Linked DNA regions of Drosophila melanogaster: region 2 is linked to region 1. The links are chromatin contacts, called in public Hi-C maps. All regions are on one chromosome and are shown on one strand. Each heading gives the region's core, a stretch centred on a gene start, on an enhancer-like site or on the middle of the called end of the contact. The rest is flanking DNA. Distances are from core to core; before and after follow the strand shown.

Region 1 (3,892 bases), core at 561-3,060:
TCAACCTTCTCCTTTTCCTCATCCAGTTTTCGTTTGCGACCCTTTGCGGGCTTTTCCTTCTCGTCTATTACCAAACTGGCAGTTATTTTATCTGCAGGTTCGGCTTCCTCACGCGGCTGTCGAATCTCTAAAGGCCCCGTAGACGTTATCTCCATAATGTCATCCGTTTTCACGGCGCAATGCTCTAAGATTTCCGTCTCCATGGACTCAAAGTTCTCCACATCAAATTCGCGAGCCTCTGAGTGTACTATCGAGGCACTTATATGCACACTTTGCCCTTCCTGAACTTCCGGAGGCTGTGTGCAGTATTTAATTTTGCCCGTGTTCCAATCGTTGAGAACGCTTCTTGCTGCAGCCACAACATCTGGCACTCCCTTCTTTAGAAATTTGCCTATAATTAAGGTAAAGAAATGGATTATTATCATGTACAGCAGTAAGCATTCATAGTACTCACCCATTCTGGCTGCCTTTTTGGCGAAGAATTCCTCAAATGTGTCGTAGTTTGTAATATCGTACATCGTACAGAAGTATTCCTTGCTGGCACGCTTCAATACGCTCTCGGCAATGGTGAAAGGATCCTTTACATCGCCCACACGCTGTGCATTCTTCAGAACTGCATGCGAGTTTTCACCTCCGCTGGTAAATACGATTCCAGGACAATCGATCAGTTTGATTTTCGAATCCAGTTCTACTTCTTGCATTGATCTGCAAAAATAAATATATATCGTATAAGTTCGAGGTACTATAAAGGATAAATATGAACTTACTTGGTCACTCCTGGCGTGCTGCCCACCATGCAGGACCGGCCGCGGGTCAACGAGTTTATGATGGAGCTCTTGCCTACATTAGGAATTCCAACGACGCCAACGCGAATCGAGGTCTTGATGCCCTTGTTGCGGCAGTAGTTGCCCAGCATGGACATAAGCAACTCAGCGCCAATGCAGACAGAACCCTGCATAGCCTTCTCGGTTTTCATTTCGCGGAGTTTGCGGCGTCCCAGCCGGTTGGCCTGATCCTGTGTGGAAGCCTTGAAGGCGGTGACAGGTCCGCTGCGACGGAAGTACTTGATCCAGTTGTTCAGATTCTCTCGCGGCACCAGGTCGGCTTTGTTGAGCACCAGGACCAGTCGCTTGTTGCCCGGAGCACCGCGAACGGCGCGCTCAACCTCATTGCAGCGGGTTCCCAGGGGGTCACGTGCATCAACCACCTCCAGGACAACGTCGGCATTTTCTATCACCTTGCGGAATTCCTTGAAGTACTGCTTCAATGACTGCTCTTTGGTCACGGCGTTCTTGTACTTCTTTTCGTCCTGATCCTGGGCATCGTTTTCGTGCATTATTCCGTGCACGGTGCTCCGCATGTCTGCATCCTCGACCATGGACTCCAGCGTCTTGAACTTGTTCTGTTCGCGTTCCGCCTTAAAGGCTTCGCGGCGAGCCAAACGTTCGGCCTCCTGACGTTGCTTGGCCTCCTCCACCTCCTTGAGGATGTCATCCTTGAAGGGACAGATGTTTGGGATCTGGATGAGCTTCTGTTTCTTGCTACCCTTCTTTGGATTCTTCTTGGCTGCGCGACGTTCCTTTTTGTTGTGGTCCCGCACCTTCTTTTCGATCTTGTGCTTCAAGCGACCGGTGAGCCTCTTGGATTTCTTGGCTGTGGATTTTGACAATAGATGTAGAGCTTCATTTAATGTATATACATATATACTATTACTTACTCTTCAACCTTTTTAAAGCCATTTTACACGAGGATAACCGGAATCAAAACCAACTTAAAACAAGAACACGTGAAAATAGTCTTCTTCTTGACTTTTTGTCAGTCACCACGAAGCGTGGCCACTTGTTGTGGCGTGCTAGCCAACACTGCCAGTGTTGCCAGACTGGCAGTGTGATGTAATTTGGTTTTTGTGAACCCTCTGCGAAGTAAATTAATAATGTCACTGAAAAGTGTATTTCTAAGTGCTCTTCGGAGTATTACTATGCCCGCTGTGCCGCTCCAGACTTCTAGGATACACACGAGCGCTTGCTGGCGGAAGGCGGAGGACCGCAAGGAAATGCTGGCATCTTTACCGGCCAAAGACGAAGGAACCGTGGGCGAAAAGACCGTGGACATCGACACACTTATCAACCGGTTGGAATTCAATTTTACATTTGTAAATAGTCTTGAATTCAATTAATTTTCCATTTAGCAAGGCTAAGTTTTTCCCGGATGCCAGCACCGCCAACACGTTATTCAATGGAATACCCTTCAACGAGCTGCCCATCTGCAACATTCGCGTTTCACCCAACAACACAATTATTTCCGTCACGGATCACAAAGGTGGGTCATCTGGAACGTTACTCTAACTGTGATCTAAAGTATCCCTCTTTCCAGGAGTCCTCCGGCTGATACGATCCTGTGGAATTGAGGGATTCAAAAACACTCGCAAGGGAACCAACATAGCAGCTCAAGCTACAGCGGTTACCATTAGTGGAGTAAGTCATTTCCACAAGAAACAGGTTTTACCAAAGTAGGATGGTCAAAAACTACATAGAACATCGAGATAATCTCCATTATAGTTGTATACCATATATGCATTTGAATAGTATAATATGGGCATAGAATCATTTAAAACAAAAAACTTAAATTGTATTTCAGAAAGCCATTGAATTGGGCTGGAAGACAGTGCGAGTAAAGGTTCGTGGTCTTGGCCCTGGAAGAATGGTATGTTCAATACTTTTTGTCTCTCATGTCACTTAAAAATAATTAAATGTTTTGATTCAGTCGGCCATCAAAGGACTGCAAATGGGTGGGCTGAACATCGTTTCCATTACCGACAACACACATGTTTCCTTCAATCCTCCAAGACCCCGAAAGCAGAGAAGTCTTTAATGTGCAACTTGTTAAGACAACTTGTTTAAAAGCAAAATACACAAATAGTCGTTTACAAACAAATACGAAAACAACAGTTTATCTTTCTAATGGAATAAATAGCACTGTCACGGTGAGTTTTATTAGGAAGATATTTGAATATGGCCTTTTTGTTGCCACGGCCAAAGGTTTGCACAAGATTAATAGCAAAAAGATTAAATAACTTTGTAAAATATGTTTGTTTTATTTTTCTTAAATTATTTGCTTTCTTTTCTTAAAACCTATTTTGGATGCGCATAATTCCTCTTCTTATCCTACGTTAAAAAAAGTACAATACGCAATCTATCAGTTTGGATACCTACAAAATACGTAAAATACGAACTTTCCTCCCACTAATCAACTATTAACCCTAATCAATCTTTTTAAAATGGGCTGACGAGCGCCAGTTATGTTATGGATGCCATAAAAACGGTTTGACTAATTATCACCTAGCGAACACACTAGTAAGTAATATTACAATGGAATGCTGCTTCTCAACATGGAATTCTAGGGGATACGATCAGGCTTTGTACAATGAATGATGTTTTTGGTTGAGGCTAAGCGTGAGGCTCGGATTCGTATTGTCATGTGGCTGCGCTCGTGAGTTTTCGCAGGCGACCTTCGATGTGATGGTGAAAAACTTTCGCTGCTGTGCTAAATAAACATTCTTTTTGTGCTTTTTTTAATTTATGCCGCATATCATTAGCATTTCTCTCATCATCTGTGAAAGACGCTGGTGGAGTTCTTCGAAATCTTTCCTGCATTCTGGACCAAGGACAGTTTGGATTGACTAGCTCCTCGGATCTAATGGCGGGAATTTGAAAACTATGGTGTTCTGCAGGAATATATGGTTTTATATCCATTTCCGAGTCACAATTGTTGCAGCCGCTCATTCCGTATGAAGTATGAAACTGCATATTGGACGCCGTCCCAGGATAATGTGGACTCCCACTGCCGTACGTGTTTTGTGGTGTATGAGCATTCCTTTCCCCGTTGTTACTTC
Region 2 (3,886 bases), core at 1,169-3,668, 1.8 Mb after region 1:
GTTGTGCACGCCCTGATGGAGTCCATACATTCCGCTGGAGTGACCAGCCTGGCCGGTGAGCAACTGCGAGCGACTGGGACTGCAACTGCTTACCGAGGTGAAGGCGTTGTTGAAAAGCAATCCGCGTTTTGCCAGTGCGTCCAGATTGGGAGTTTGGCAGAATTTGTTCAGATAGGCGCCCGATTCGAAGCCGGCATCGTCAGCCAGAAGCAGCAGGACATTCTGCGGGCCAGCGGAGCAACCAGCAATTAGCCATAGTGTAAAAATCCACTGCAGAAATTGCATGTTGACATAAATCCAGTTCCAAATCCAAATTAAATATATTTGAGAGCGCAGAACAAAGCGATTCTTCAGTCGACGTCAGCGTACTGAAGTACGGCTCAAGAGAGCCGCATACTTTTAAGTGTCCACAAAGCCTCTCATTTCTCCGTTCTCCGTTTAAGACGCATTCAATTCCATTCCCAGTTCCAGTTTTAATCTCATCAACACAACAAATGCTCAGCGGGAGCGCGCCTAGGTACATTCACTTTGCCCGACTTTCTTTGGGAGCGGTTTGACTACAGTCAACACACCATACAGAGAACTAAAGTGTGAGGGTACTGTACAGTCATACGATTAAAGAATCATCATAAATATCAGTGAGATATATCTGAACAGTATAAAAAACAGCACTTCCACAAAAAAAATGTTTCATTTGAAATTTAAAATGCTTTAAAAACACTTTACATTTATAAACCATTAAAACACAGCCAATGAGCTGTTATAAAACATATGTACATTTAACTAGTATATATTCAACTGTATTGTATTGTAACATTTTGTGTACTTTGGTAAATTATAACCCGCCATATAATAATAAGCAGTATTCTTTTGTGACAGACATGGAAATAGATTTAAATCACCAAGAGTTTGGTTTGCATGACTCTGGCCATTAGGTGATCAACACGTTGTACTTTCTGATTTTATCTTGCGCCATGGAGAAGATAAAAGCAGGAACAGTGTCGCCAAATGGAACCACGTCAGGGTGTCAAGGCCAATCGCAAAGTGCAATGCGATTGTATGTTTTGAAAAATTATAAATCTACAAAACAAATGTTCGTTCTGCTTGTTTAGGCTTTTCTGTGTCGAAATGCGCAGTTTCTTCCAGCGACTAAAGAGTTTTCACATTGGGTGAGCTCATCTTATGTAAGTGGACAACCCCCAAAATGAATCATCGGCCGGCTAATTTAAGCCAGCCAGCCAGCTACAGTTTAAGCCACCCCCTTTTTGCCCTGCACCGGTGTGAAAATTTCGCCCAACATGTTTAACAACACTATGAGTTTTCCAAAAGTTGTGGCAACATGTTGCCAAGAGATTTTCGCAGTCTCTGGCAACAAGCCAACAATACGAATCAGCTGGGCCAGACTAAAACAGCTGTTGCAACGTGTGGCAAGTGTTGCATCAGCCAATCTCAACCAGCGAGAGAGAGTTTCACTCACGTGGAGAGAAAGAGTGCGAATCTGTATTGTTTGTTGTTGCTGCATGGCAGGCTGCCAAACCAGTTGCCCTATACCTTTTGGAGCGGACATAGGTGACATATGTAACCATAAATACTTACATTTACATTAAAAATCCTGTGAATGATCATATGAATATAAATGAATATTTAGGCGCGAAAAAATACGCAAAGTATTGAACTATACTTAAGTTTCGCGGCTTTTTATTAAATACCAGTTTATTAACCCTTTGTGAGCAAACATAGTTGCTATTACTTACAACCTTAATATCTACGTTTCTAAATTATCTGGGTGCAGAGTAAAATTTATTCTTTTTTTTTAGCTTCTCTTATCTATTGTAGCCAATTTAGACCGAAATGCTATCTGTGCAATTTTCAGACTGTCGCTAGCCAAATAATATGAACGGCTATGAATAATCTGTCTGCGTTTTGCACAGTTTATTGAAAATATATATATTTTTTGTTATATTAACTTAACTGTGTTGTATGTAATACTTTGCCTCAAGTTAATAGCACATGGAAATTTTTTTTTTTCAGAACTTAAATCAGTTGATGCTAATGCATTGTTTACACCTTTTTCAGCTGCTTTCAACCAGCTAAGGGTTTTAGAGTAGAGTAGTATCTAAGAAGTAGAGGCACCCACTTATCCGAGTGGCCCATCCTCCGCATCACAAAAATAATGAGAGAAAAAGATCCCCGCGTGGAAATGTTTTGGGGGCACGGCCATAGAAAATAGACACAGCAGCTGAGAGAGCGCGTGTGTGTGAATATATGTGAATATATATTGGTGGTGGGGAAAGGGTATATGGACGGAGCGGTGAATGAAACCGGCAACGACGTCAGCAAAATTATATCAACCCCGGCCAGCGGCTGCCGTCCAGTGCTCGCAGTTGAGTCAGTTAGTAACAATACTTCGTCGCGAACAGAACAACAATTCAGTGAGTCAAGGCAAACGACAGAGCTTTCGGTGTGCAAATCAGCGTGGAATTTGTGAAATTTTCGATACGTGTTTTAGAATCCCATCTTAATGGCATCAAACGCTGAACCTCGTTACAAAGATATCCTATTCATAGAACAGTAATTTCTTTTCGTGTAAAACGTACCAGATAAACTCAACTTTGAGTGCAAAGTTCAGAGTGATTAACAGCCTGAAAAACATTTGCGAGAGACGCAATAAATTGGCGAAAATTAAACAAACAATTTCTATATATACTTCGTATCTCGGTATCTCAGATAACAGTTGTATCTAGATGCTATATAGATAAGCGCTTGTGAACACGAACACTTGACGAGTACATTAAGCATACGCCCGATCTACACAAGTGGTATCACTGAAGCAACAGCTGACCGTACCAAAAAAAAAAAAGAAAAAAAAAGAGAAAAACACTTCAAAGGCATTTTGCCCCAATATTATGTTCGTTCTGCCTGCGGTTGGTGCAACACTAACAGCAACAGCAGTGTCGAGAAAAAGCGGGAAATCCAACATCGCGTCGCCTAAGAACGTCATGCAACATTCGCCTGTCGTTGTCTTCATGTGTGTGCAACATTCGCAGCAGCAGGTTCCCATGCTCAACAACTTTATGTGTATGCGTATGCGCGGCTGGCATAACAATAAGTTTTATTGCAACAATTCAATCAATATCGAGACCTCCACGATCGGCACCGGCACTGGTGGCACTACGGGCACTAAGATCCTACGACGCTCCAAGTTGCTACGAAAGAAGCGTGACTTTAACCGCCGTCGCTTTAGTCGCCGCACTTTCTTTTGAAACCGATTCGAATAAGTCAAATAGTCACCGGAGATAAGGAGCAACAAGGATCAAGATCATATTAGTGCCGTCATCATTGGAACCTGCTCAACGTGGCAGCAACATGATGGAGGGTAAGCAACTACTGGCCACATTTCTCATTTTCCCAAAGCCAGCAACATTTGTTGCCACAACTTTGTTGCTGGCGGTGTCATTGACACTGGGTACACTTCACGTCGAGTATACATAGATAGATGAGGCCACCTACCTATAGGCCTATAGTAATCGTGAACTTTTGTAGGGCGTTGTTTTGATAGGTGTTTTGATTACATGTGAAAACGTGACGCTTAAAATAATAAATTTATATGGGGTTTCTAAACCGGATTCTGTCTTATATCTTATTCTATATTATTAGTTAAGTAACTAGTCTTAAATTTTGTATCTTTAGGATGATTACTAAATAATTAATAATGGTGACCTGTTGAGTTACAGACATTCATGCATATATGGTAGGGAAGATACAAAAATCTTTGGCTTTACTAATTTAAAACTTTAGAGACTGAGCACACCGAAACAGCTTAAAAAAACACATTTTTGGATATGCCAGACAACTGCTTGTTGCAAAAAATCACTTTAAACTTAGT

What was found. A called contact is a pair of places that touch in the nucleus more often than the background predicts.
Region 2: a contact with region 1 is called in a Hi-C map of the Kc167 cell line, with 2.0 times the contacts expected there. The contact joins the promoter of Xrp1 here to the promoter of Ns1 in region 1. A contact is called at or near these places in 5 of 107 Hi-C or Micro-C datasets (the Kc167 cell line, embryo, eye imaginal disc and 1 more).

Annotation. Positions count from the first base shown.
Region 1 is chr3R:17,070,865-17,074,756 of dm6, forward strand. It overlaps Ns1 (Nucleostemin 1), which reads right to left and starts at 1,811. Exons shown (of 5, transcript NM_169742.3): 1 at 1,718-1,811; 2 at 768-1,653; 3 at 455-705; 4 at 1-391. The coding sequence starts at 1,739. mRpS11 (mitochondrial ribosomal protein S11) reads left to right here and starts at 1,868. Exons shown (of 5, transcript NM_079658.4): 1 at 1,868-2,130; 2 at 2,189-2,319; 3 at 2,374-2,474; 4 at 2,638-2,703; 5 at 2,764-2,931. The coding sequence starts at 1,934. The coding sequence ends at 2,871. It overlaps Keap1 (Keap1,), which reads right to left. Exons shown (of 6, transcript NM_176508.3): 6 at 3,078-3,892. The coding sequence ends at 3,474.
Region 2 is chr3R:18,912,550-18,916,435 of dm6, forward strand. It overlaps Xrp1 (Xrp1,), which reads left to right and starts at 2,419. Exons shown (of 5, transcript NM_142504.4): 1 at 2,419-3,376. Sgsh (N-sulfoglucosamine sulfohydrolase) reads right to left here and starts at 373. Exons shown (of 1, transcript NM_142503.5): 1 at 1-373. The coding sequence starts at 285.